Linked DNA regions of Sus scrofa: region 1 is linked to region 2. A link is a contact called in public Hi-C data. All regions are on one chromosome and are shown on one strand. The core of a region is the stretch at or near the end of the contact, and the rest is flanking DNA. Distances in the headings are between cores, read along the strand shown.

The links. Hi-C and Micro-C count contacts between places; a contact is called where the count stands out from the background.
Region 1: a contact with region 2 is called in a Hi-C map of liver, with 5 times the contacts expected there. The contact joins the promoter of DOCK4 here to the promoter of IFRD1 in region 2. A contact is called at or near these places in 1 of 5 promoter capture datasets (liver), 7 of 47 Hi-C or Micro-C datasets (epiblast stem cells, heart right ventricle, liver and 2 more) and 2 of 2 datasets of contacts at active chromatin or transcription factors (alveolar macrophages and skeletal muscle).

What each region holds. Positions count from the first base shown.
Region 1 is chr18:33,421,839-33,427,949 of Sscrofa11.1, reverse strand. DOCK4 (dedicator of cytokinesis protein 4) reads right to left here and starts at 4,751. Exons shown (of 54, transcript XM_021079277.1): 1 at 4,347-4,751. The coding sequence starts at 4,383. ZNF277 (zinc finger protein 277) reads left to right here and starts at 4,935. Exons shown (of 12, transcript XM_021079287.1): 1 at 4,935-5,064.
Region 2 is chr18:33,217,281-33,223,300 of Sscrofa11.1, reverse strand. IFRD1 (interferon related developmental regulator 1) reads left to right here and starts at 2,330. Exons shown (of 12, transcript NM_001007519.1): 1 at 2,330-2,619. The coding sequence starts at 2,529.

The DNA of each region.
Region 1 (6,111 bases), core at 3,502-6,001, 200 kb before region 2:
ACATTGTATTCATATGTTATGGCTACGGCACTTTGGTTGGGTTTCTTTAGAGTGAAATGTTTCTCTGCTATGTATGCTCACAACAGAAAGTCACTATGCTAGAAACTTGGTCATACTTAGCAAAGATCATTCTGAGAATGTAGTCTCCTAAAAAGTGGAGCTAGAGATACGAAAGCCTTAAATTTCTTGAAATGGGTAGTACTTACCATTAAGCTTCTGGGGGAAAAACAAGACTGAAGAAGAGAAGCAGCATCTCGGTGTTACTGCGGGGCCTCGTGAAATCATCACTCAGGAGAACATTCATAGGCTATTCCCACAGGAGGCCAGATCAAGAACATCAGCTGCCACCCCACTGTCTGTGCAGCCCTTCAATGGTACTTTACTTGGAGGTAGAAATCACTCACTCCCCTTTGCTTCCCACTGAAAGTTCAGAATTCCATGCCAGGCTCTAAATGCCACAAACAATTCCAGGGCGCGCATCATTCTTTAGCAATACATGTGATAACACATCATAGTCCCACACATCATAGTACCACAAACAGGAAACATTTAAGACTCTGGCTAAGAAACTGAAAACAGCTAAGAGGAAAGGTACACTCCCTTGTAACTCTCCCACACAGGCTACCATTAAAGCACGCTTCTGAGAAAAAGGCATTCTAAAGAGCCTGTGTAAATAAGAGATGGGATGTCTTCCCCTAAAATACAGGGCGCTTTAAAAGGGCACTTGGATTCCAACATGGATCAGCTCAAAAACCGCTTCAGGATAAATGGAGGACATGAGTATTTGTGCGAACTCAGTGATACCCATACGAGAATACTTCATTTTTTTAAATGGCATGACCTTCATATAAGCTTGTTTGGAGTTTTGTTTTTTGTAAGCCCCTTGGAGATGTTTGCGCTGATCAATCCAGACTGTTTTCGCCTTCAAAATTTAACTGGGTTCACACATGTAAAACATCTGGCTGAGTCTCTCAGGCTAGGGTTCAATCAGGCTCACAGGCTCACCTGGGAATGCTGCAAGGAAGCCTGCTGAGCAAATGAATGTAGAGATAGATCTGCAATGGTCTTAACTTTCTCTGTGACTAATTCCCACCACTTGAAAGGAGGGAAGGGGGGTATGACAGATGAGGACCTGCAGAAGGCAGACAGTGAACATGAGCAAAGTTGTAAAGGGGCCATCAAGATGTTTTAGTCACTGCCCACAGAGGTCTTAGTGGAGCGAGAGAATCAAATAGATTTCAAAAGCGAGCAGCCAGCACCTTGGTTCTGGCAGCCTGCCAGGTAGCTTTTGCTTACCTGTGATCTTAGTTGGAAAACACGTGTGATGTGTCACAGCAAAAGTGTCTTTGTCAGAACAATCTCTACACAATGGGTATGTTTTTCCAACCAAAGAACACATTTGTTGAGAAGAGCTCTACAGAATTAATACTTCGAAGTATCTTGGATATCATTTGACCCTGAAACGTTACAGGACTCATCTAAGCTCATACTGCTGGCAGCATTGTCTAGCCTAGGACCAAGAGGTAAACAGAATTTCCCAAGATAAAATATGCCTATCATTGTGCCTACTAACACGTTTTCACAAGGTTCCTTATCACACTGGACCCTAGCTTTATCATTATACCTATGTAATTCCCTAGAACACTCAGGTATATGACTAAATATACATTCTTGTAAGACGGTTCATCAATTAAATGAAGGAGATGGAGCCCACATACCAGGTTTGAAAAGAATTTCTATCTCCGATATACCCTACTACGGGTATGAAATTTAAGTAATTTCATCCTTGTTCACAGTAGGTTGCTTGAAAGTGAAACACTAATGTATAAAAACATTCAATTATTTCGTACATGATGGGTGGCAGATAAGAAGTATCATATTAGAAATATACAATTTGCATGGAAACTTCAAGTATTCAAAGTTACAAAGATGAATTTATTTCAAAGAATAAAGAAATTGCAATACGATGATACCTGATATCAGCCAAACATTTGGGACCATCATATATCTTTTTCTTAGTACTTATTAAAAAAAACTAGGCAAGGAAAGCATAAACACTACCCAAGTTTATTAATAAATAACAACTTGCAGCATAGGCAGCTACAAATAGTGCTCGCTATGGTGAGAAATAAAGTCCACACATAAATATTCTAGCAAAATTTTCACTACACACACACCTAACAGATGGATTCTAAAAAACAGCTAAGCATTCCATAAGCCAAATGTTCAAAAATTAATAAAAGATGATTAACTTCATATACTATAATTACATGTTATAATGTAATATAGTAAAAGATGACACACACAGTGCTCTATGTGTGATATTGTATAAATGAGCACAATGGACCCCTCTCTGCTCTCATCTCACTAAACCTCCTTTTCCCAAGTGTGTGCTCACCCTTCTACCTCCTCCAACCTCCTCTGCAACCAAATCACAACCACCCAAAGGCGAGGTGTCGGCTGCAGCCCAAAACATTTGACTGATAACATCCGGTTTGCCATTCCAGGAAATCCCACAGTGTGTCTTAAGCCTCTGCCCACAGCTTGCAAAGAAAGGCGAGAGAAGAACTAATCAATACAAGCACCCCAGCTGTGACCTGGCACATAAAGAAATCAAGAAAATAAATCCCCTCCATAATCTGTATAATTTAACACTTGGAAGAAAGCAACATCTGGGATGAACTCCAAACGGGACAGTGTTGCTTGATGTCTGTGCTTCCTGCACTGGATGTTAAGCCTGGTGACAAGGGAACTCGGTTCCTCACCAGTTCAGCTAAGGCAATGTCTCTCCCATGCAAGGGCTAATCTATCCCAAAAAGGGGGCGAGTGAAGAGAAGGAAATGTCTATGCTTTGCCAGTACAGTGCCTGGCAAAGACTCCCCTTAACGCTTCAAAGACAGGGAAAGCTGGAACCCCCTCCCAAAGATGGGTCCTGGACAAACTATTGTCTTGCCAACCAGTCAAAATCCAGAATGAAAGCTAATGTAATATAGGAGATTGACTTTGTTTAATTACACAGTCCTTTCAGAGGACTCCAAAATCCTATCCCTTGGCTAAGTTGAAAAAAAATAATAATAATCTTATGACTATGACTCCCTGGAAAGGCTTTCCAGATTTTTTAAATCATAGAAAAATGAATTTAGAACATAAGCAGATACCTACACATTATCTAAGTCACTAGATCTATACTCAATTTATTTAAAAAAAAAAGTCCACCAATCAGCAGGACAGGGCATTATAGGAAATAAAGATTGTTAGTAAAATCCATAACGCTTTCTCTCTGTTAAATCTTTTGAGAGGTTATAATTGCATTTGGCTGCTACAAGCTTGTCAGAGAGCCTGGCTTCTTAATAGTCACTACCCTAAAAGGAGTAACTGTCAAGGGGCGACCCAGCTGAAATCAAACAACAAAAACGGGAACTGTAATCGGCCTGAAATGGGAGGAGGGAAAGGAAGGGAGACTCCTGTATTCATCCGTCAACATTAATGTCCTTTGTTGTTCACCTTTGCACAGAACGGCGAGCGTTACCCTGTTCCTTCTCCTCCAAACACCAGTGTCAGGGTAGTCCTTCCCCAAAAGCCGTCTCCGTGCCTCTAAGACCCAAGCTTTCCGATTCCCTCTCCCCATTATCGCTCCACAGCTGTCCTCCATCACCACCCCCACCGGCTCACCCCGGGCAGAGAGGGTGATCAGAAGTAAAAACATTGCTGAAATACCGGTTCCCCTCCAAAGACCAAAGAGCAGAGCGACGCAGATGTTGAAATTTACCAATCCCCCCCGCCCGTCAACACACACACAGGGTAACCCGGGATGAGAGTCCCCGGCCGGACTCTGTCTGACCGTCTCTTTTGAGGACGGTGCCACATTCCGCACTCTGGGAATGCTGAAGGGAGGCAGAGGGAAGGTTCTGCGCCTCCCTTCTGTTTTGGGGCTGTTCACTTAGCGCGATTGTTGTTGTCTCCCTCTCCACCCGGGAAATCGTTACAGCCCTTGCCGCCTTGGGGAAAGGTAGCAGCTGGAGAGGAACGCGGTTCGCTCTCCTCTTGCAACTTGACACACACACGCCCCGTCGCCACTACAAACTCCGCAGGCAGAGCCTGCAGCGGGCGGGCTGGTCGCGCGCTCCCCCCAGCCGCTGCCCGGAGCGCCCATCAGACGCTGAGCGGCGAGACCCCAGAGCGCACCCCTCTGCCCGGAGCTGGCTGGGTAAAGCCCCGAACCCGCAGCGCGATGCCAGGATGAGGCATTTCCAGCCGGGAGAAGAGAGAGTCGCCAGGGCAAGGACGCGAAATACGCACCCGCTCCGGCCAGAGCGGAATAAAAAGTTCGCCCCGCGGAGACTCACCCACGCCGTATTTCTCGTGCTCTGTAGGTATCCACATGGCTAAAGAGGGGTTCGGGGTCTTCGGGCTTTGTAATCCCCTCACCCCTTCTCCAGCTCACAACAATGCACAGCTCCGGAGTAGCGTCTGCAGCGCTGGAGCCCGGCGGCTCCGCGCGGGCTGCGGGCGCTGGGCAGGGTCTGCACTGGAAGCTCGCGAGTCCGAGGTTGACACCGCGCGGCCGAGGCTGCGCCGCCCGCCGCTCTCCAGGCGGCGGCTGCTCACAGTCCTCCGACGCGCTCCCGGGAACCCAGCGGCGCAGTCATTGTTCTGATTCACTGAACTAAGCGAACACGCCGGGGCACTCTCGGGCGCACCCCCGCCCGCCAGCGCCTCTTCCAGCCCTCCCTGCCCAGAGCCTGCGCAGCACACTGGGAATTGTAGTTCTGGGTCTCTCCATCCCGGAAGGGGGCGTGGCACTAGCATGTAGGGCGGGGTTATGTTCTGATCGTCACGTCCTATTGGCCCAGAACGTGACGGCACGGCGTGGGAGTGGAGGAAACGCCGCGTCGATGGGGACTTCGTTTCTAGGCGCGTTTCCATTGGTTGCGCTCCTGCCCGTGACCCTCCCTTTTTTCTTCAGCCGCGTAATGGCTGCTCCCAAGACCCAGGGGGCTGCTCCCCAAAAGGAGGAAGACGGTGATGGCAGCAGCGGCGGAGCCGGAGTTTTCACTTATGAGGGTGAGTACAGTACCTCTGAGGTGCAAGTGGTTTATTTTCCTTTTTCTCCCACCTAGAGTGCAGCTGACTGCGGGGCGGACCCCAGCTCTAAGGCCACCTGGGGGCGCGAAGGGGCCACATGAGGGGCCCCGAGGGACATGGTGGGGTGGGCGGCGGCAACTTGAAGGGGTCTTTCTGAGAAGGAAGAGAAAATGGGATGGAATGGCTTTTCCGAAGCCAAGGAAGTTCTCTGAGCGTTTATCCTGCCTTTGGAGCTCGCACCTTTGCGCTCTCTGCCGAGTGAGTGGGCGTGGGTCAGGTCAGGTTCCGGCCTGTGTGCTGTTAACTCTGGGATTAGCAGCGTTTTCTTCGCCAGTACCCTACCCCCGCTTCGATTTGCTTGCTTTGGCCTCTGAAGATAAGTTTTATTTGGGTTCGGGCGGATTTCCAGTTGCAGACTGGTCGCTGCCTTGCACGCCCCAGATTTTCTCAGTGGCTGGCTCGTGCAGCCTCTGAAGGGAGAGTGTGTGGCTCTCAGAGCTTCTCCCGTTGCTCATTGACTGCCCTTGGCATTCTCCGGGATTGGTGGAGCTGGGTCCTTGGAGCAAGAGGAAAGAAGCGGCAATTGGCTCTCGTGGCTTGAGAGAAAATCTTCACAGCTTCTTTGGCTTTACCTAACTTTCAAGTTGTCCTTTTATCCGGTGCAGAGGGCAAAAAAATCAAACTTTGAAAGCTGCTGGGGGATTATCTTTAGAATTCCTAGCCCAATTCTTTTACCTTTAATCTATATATTTATCCCCCACCTGACTCCCTTCTTTTTTGATTTGATATGTAACTTAACACAGCTAGTTGTCTTTTTCTAATGGACATGGTTTGGAGCTTCATTTTAGTTCTCCATCCTTATTGCGGTTTTGTAAAATTTCTTTCTTTGCTTTTGCATTCGTGGTTAAATTGACATTTTTGTCTTAGCACACAGACTGTGCTATGTCTTCCCACTTCCCATCCTAGTGGAACCTCCTACCTCTGAAATTATTTCAGCACTTCTGCCAAAGAAATCTTTGGTAAGCT
Region 2 (6,020 bases), core at 1,081-3,580:
TATTTCTCAAACATTCATTTAACATACACTGACACCTATCATTACAAAGATAACACTTCTATATGTGCCATGAGGGACAGAGATGATGAAAATAAGGTTCTTGTTTTTGAGGAGTTAACAATTCCTTAAGACGACAGATGTGTTTACAAATAAATGTCAAACGAGTATGTATGCGATGTGACAGGCCACGGTCAGGCCTGCCCAGGAAAAGCCTCTAAGTGGACGTGGATGGATGCAGGTAAAAGGAGCGTGCCCCACATGCAGGCAAAGCACAAACTTCAAGGCCTGGAGGCAGGACACTGAACCTGGGTGATGTGGCTCACAGCAGCAAAATTGTTGCCTTATGTATAGTACAGTATTTCTGGATGATAAAGAGCCTGGGGGCATGAAAGATACAGTTCTGTGATCCTCCAGTGTGGGCCAAGTCAAGGCCACTGGGCTTCAGATGCACAGTCATGTGAAGAGATCATACAGGGGCATCGGTGGGAGCTATGTCCACCAACCTGCATCCTGGTGTACGTGCTGTTTCAGGAGAAAACAAAGTAAAAGCAACCCTGCAATGTTGCCCTTGGAATAGGCCGTGAGGTCTGGGGAGATGTCGTAAGTGCCATTAGAGCATAACAAAAAGTTTTTTAAGAGTTGTGAAGAAAAAAACAATTCTGGTTGGAGGCTTCATGAAGGAAGTGGAATTTGAGTGAGATCTTGGAAGACGGATACCCTTTTCGAAGGTGAATGTGGGAGGAAGGACGTTACAAGAACGCTGGATGAGGGACAACAGGAGGTAGGAGAGCAGGGCTGTGTCCTGGAAATGAAGAGCAGTGCAGTGTGGCCGAAGCACAGGGCACGTCCGTGTGTCCGGGGAAGCAGTGAAAGATGGGCTGGAAAGGGAGTCCAGGCCAGGGGAGGATTGGCATTTAATATATTGGTAATGGGACCCAGGAAATGTTTCTGAACAACTACTAAACCATGTGAATTAGTAAAATAGGGATACACAAATAAATCTGGCAACATTATTATGCATGAAATATGGTGAAATGACTGGCAAGATCCCTTAAAATGCCCAGGCACCAGCTGAGGTCATGTGTGACTGGAAAAGAGCACATGAACTTCAGAGTTTTATGGTAATACTGATGGTTTTAGGGAAACCATGTATGAATTTGAGTCTTTGAATCTGGACATATGGGAAGATAGTAGTACTGTGAACATACACAAGGAAGGCAGGAAGAGAGAAATACAGTATTAGAGATGGTGGATTGAGGTGCATATGGAACATGCAGGTGTAAATGTGCTACAATGCAATTGAAAAGAAAATAAGAGAAGGAGCTCAGGAGAGAGGTGGAGTGGGGGATGAATCACCTACACTGAGGTGAATCAGTCACTATGGTCTGTCATAAGGATATGAGCTTAATAACAGGTCCTAGATACCTGACGAATGCAACAAGGAAGACAGAACTCTTAGGAGCACCTGGGAAAATAAAAAACACTGCGATTATTGGTATTCATAGCCCATGTTTGTTTTATCAGCTGTTAAGTTACCCAAACCCAATTCTTATCCCAGGCTGACCTCCTAACTGGCAGGCAGAATTGTCAAAAGGACACATTCTTGTACAGAAACCTGAATCGCCAGATCTTTCCGGTGCAGAATAGACGAAACACACGAACTACACGACTAAGTAGATTAAAGCACACCTTTCTGAAGGTTTGGGGGGCACAAGAGCCCTGAACCACAATTCAATGGTAGATACTGATGATCGCTAAACTAATAATTAAAAGACTAAAACCATGGGAACATTCCTAAGGAGGGGGTATGGCTGTGCCGGGGCAGAGGACGCAGGCAAGTAGGGGAAAGGTGAAGGAGAAGAACACGATCCTCTGGAGACAGACCAGCCACGCGGATTGCTTAGCTCCCAGTTGGAAGCGGGCTGTCGTCATCCAGCATACCCGCGGCATTGCTCACCATCCATGACCACCTTCGTCAATTCCAAGGCGGGGCTGCGGGGAGAGAAGGGAGGGGTTACGGGAAGGGAAGTGCGTACAAAAGCCAGTTGGGAGGAGCTGGGAGCCGGCTCCCCCGTGAGACCACATTTCCCAGACTTCAGAGCGGCAACTAAGCCTGGCTCCCTGGGCGCCGCTGGAAGACTTGTGGCATGGGATCGGTAGTCAACATCCTTCGGCCGCCCGAAGTAGACTTCGGTGGGGGGATCTATAGGGATTGGCTAGTGAGAGTTCGAGTCCCGCCCATATATGGTGACGACAGGCAGCTGTCTTGTACTTAAGGCGTCGTGGCCGCGACCGCCCCGCCTTAGCTCCTGCGCTAGAGAGAAACATGTATCGTTTCCGATCACAGCTCTTCACGGGGATTTCTGCTGCCGCCACCGCCCACTCTTACCCGCGCCGCTTCTCGCCTCTGTTGTTAGCCGAAGAATCGCCTCTCAGCCGCCCGCCGCACAGACGCACGAGTAAAAAGTGCAGCTCCATTGGCTGATCCTCGCTAAGCTCCGAGTTTAGGCGGCACCGGGCGTCCCACGATGCCGAAGAATAAGAAGCGGAACACACCCCACCGTGGTGGCAGTGGTGGCGGCGGCTCAGGGGCAGCCGCAACGACGGCGGCGACGGCAGGTAGGAGGGTATCCCCGCCACCGGCATCCCAGTTGCCGGCCGGGCTAGCGAGTCTCTTAGTCTTGGGCCCCGTGGGAGTTGTAGTTCTTTTCCTCTAGACGTTTGCGTCGGCGGGGCGCCTGGCGTGCCGGGGGAACTACACTTCCCAGTGTGCCCCGAGGGCCGTACCTCGCGCGATTTGGATCTGGCGTGCGACCCGAATTCTTGGGCACCCGCCTTGGGGGCAGGGAGGGGACGAATGGGTCCTTGGGATTGAGAGTGGGTCAGGGTCGAGGGTGACCGGGAGCTGGGAACTGTTCTCAAAGGCTGGTGTCTGTTCTCTAGATCACTCCCAGACGGAGGGGGCCAAGCTCGGAGTTGTGTCCTGCTGTCACTGGTCGTTTTTGACTACCCGGCTCCAACATGGAGTTCTCGGGAATGCCAAACGTCCGGCGGGTTTGGACCGGCTCTTGCGTCACGCGGCCTGGGCCTTGCGCGGTAGGGCAGGCGTGACGTGTAGGCGCCCGTGTGGCATCCCGTTCCGCTGCCTTCTTGCTCATCCCGCGTGTCCACGTGGCCCGGCGGAGATGTCGGATGCTGGGGGCCACTGTCCCAGCTTAGGCTCTGCTCCTACCCCTCCCTGACCCCGAGCCCCCAGCTCTTCTGTGACCAGTCGAGGTGACCTCTTGCTTCCCTGAGCCGAAACCTCGTCCTCCTTTGTGCAGTATTCTCTAGGTTCTCTGCTGGGAGCCCGTGTTAGGCGGGGGTGGGGGGTTGGGGGGTGGAGAGCTCAGATTGCAGTTGGCCAAAAGTTTAGGTTTTTGTCTTCTCTTTGCAAAGCTGAAGCTTTTCCCGGATGGGTAGGTGCTTACCTGAATTAATGATACATTATTCCTCACTGTACGGTTAAGAACAACGGACTGAAAGCAGAAATTCCTACGAGACACCGTACTAAAAACTAGTGTTAAACTGGGTAAAAGTCATCTCATTTAATCCTTTTTTGAGACTTTGAAATTAAATATCGGAATATTCTCAGGTGTTATCATATCGGAATACTAGCCATACAAACACAATATCCACTTTGACCCTCAGAATGTTGTGCAAGTAAATAGGCCAGTTTTCTTGTTAAAGTTGATTGGAAACTGGTATTTATTTAAAAAGTTTTCCTGTAGGATTTATAGCTGCACGAAAACTTGTGATCATGTATTAAAATCTAACAATTGACAATAGGAATGCAGGGGTTTTTTTTTGTTTTTTAGCTTTTACATTGTTCTTTATTTTGATTGAATGCTCTTGCTGTTTATGAAGTTCATTCTTGATCAAGATACAAAATACATAGTTTGTTGTGGGATCCATTTGTTTTGTGTGAATTGAAGTTACCTCTTTCTGCCTGAGCTTTTCCTCCCAAGAAGTGAACATTCAAATTCTGTCTCAAGGATTATATTAATTTTATTCTTTAAGTTTACCTTTTGTTGATGAAACAAGTTATGGCGATGTACCAAGCAAAATCATTTTGAAAATGGTAGTGATTACTAATGGCCTCCTTGAATCACAGACAAACCTTTATGCCCTTCTGAAGCTTCCTGCCCAGCCTCCTTCCTTCCTGGTACTTAAAGAATCATCTCTGGAGGCAGTGGGAGATTGTCTTACCTCAAAGCTCATTTGTGACCTTTCATCTGCAGGAAAATAATTCTTTGATTAGTTTATACAACCAAACATGCTTTGACTATCTTTATAACTTTATACTAGAACTTGTTAGCTGTGCTTACCTCTGATAATTGGGGTTTGGAAGTGAGATTTGTTTTGGAAGACCTTAGTAGTAGAGCAGAAGAGGACAAATTGTCATAAACTTGTACTTAAAAGTCCCTTACCTTACTGTTATTTTTTTAAGTGACATCCAGAAAGAATGGGATTCAAGTGATATCTTGTCATGTACAACCAAAAGATAACCAACTTCTCTCATCACTTAATAGGTTTCCCATTTGAATTCTCTAGTTTTAGTGGAGGGGTCTAGGAAGTTAATAATAATTGACCTATTACTCAAGTATGCATATTTGTCATAGCACTTAATTTGAAAAGAGCATTTTTAGGAAAGAATAAAACCTTGTTGGTAAGTAAGCCCTCTAAAAAATAAGGACTTCATGTGTCTAGAGTGCTGCCTCATTAATAGTACTTAGGATCACAAGGTGGGTGAGTGTCACTTAGCTGTCAGACACTTAAACATTCTCTTTCTTGATTTTTTTTTTTTTTAAATCTCTCTCCCTCTTTTTTTTTTTTTTTTCCCTTGAGCCTTGGGAAATCATTGAAACAGAAGGGACCTGAGTAAGAAACTCTTCTTGACAGTTTAAAAATAGGCTGAGTATGAAAAATTAAAAAAATGTAAATTGATTTGTGAATAAATGTTAGTAAAAGCTAGGCAGATGACTCTCAGCTACTACTGTAACTTCAAATCATGAAAACACATGAAGATAGACCTAGAAATAGAGTATGATGTCATACATCTTTGTTTATTTGTTTATTTTTGTCCTAAGCACTATGATTAAGATATTTTGGGCTCTTGGCTTCTTTGCTTATTCTTTATACTTTACTACTTTGGTACATTTTATTCTCTTTTGAGTAGCAGGCAGCTTTGAAAGCCACTTGCTTCCTGTGTTGATTATAAAATCTGCTCATTTCTCTATTTTGATTTAAAAAAAGACAACCCCCCATTGTTGTCTTTTTAAAAGAAAAAAAATCAGCAACAGGCTTAATTAAACTTAGAGGATTTTTGAAAAACTGTCTTAAGTTGTAATATATGACCCAAATTTCTTAAACATAAGGACCTAGTGATATCTAGTGCAATCGTCAATCAGTTCGGGCTCAGAGGTAAATCAGGTGACTCAAGATGACTTTTGGGGCAGAATCTGGGGCGTATTTTAACTCAGAGCTCAGGGTAATTGCTGACTGAGTAATCCTTTTATTAATGTGAAATTCCTATGAAACAAAAGTGGCTAGTGAATATAAATTATTGCTTAGGTTAATGAAGTTGAAAGAAAGTTTCCCCTTTTAAAAAGGAGATTTTTCCTAACAGCACTGATATTTAAAACTGTTGGATATGTTAGAACCTTTCTTTTAAAGGTAATTTATCTAACAGGCTTTTATGCTATATCAAATACCAAAACTTTTGTTTTTTTGGTTCTTAAAATTTGGCTCTCTGGTGGGAGTTCCTGTCGTGGCTTAGCAGCAATAAACCTGACTGGTATCCATGAGGACGCAGGTTCAATCCCTGGCCTCGCTCAGTGGGTTAAGGATCTGGCCTTGCTGTGAACTGTGGTGTAGGTCACAGATAAGGCTCAGGTCCTGAGTTGCTGTGGCTGTGGCTGTGGCATAGGCCGGCAGCTGCAGCTCTAATTCAGTCTCTAGGCTGGGAACTTCCATTTGCT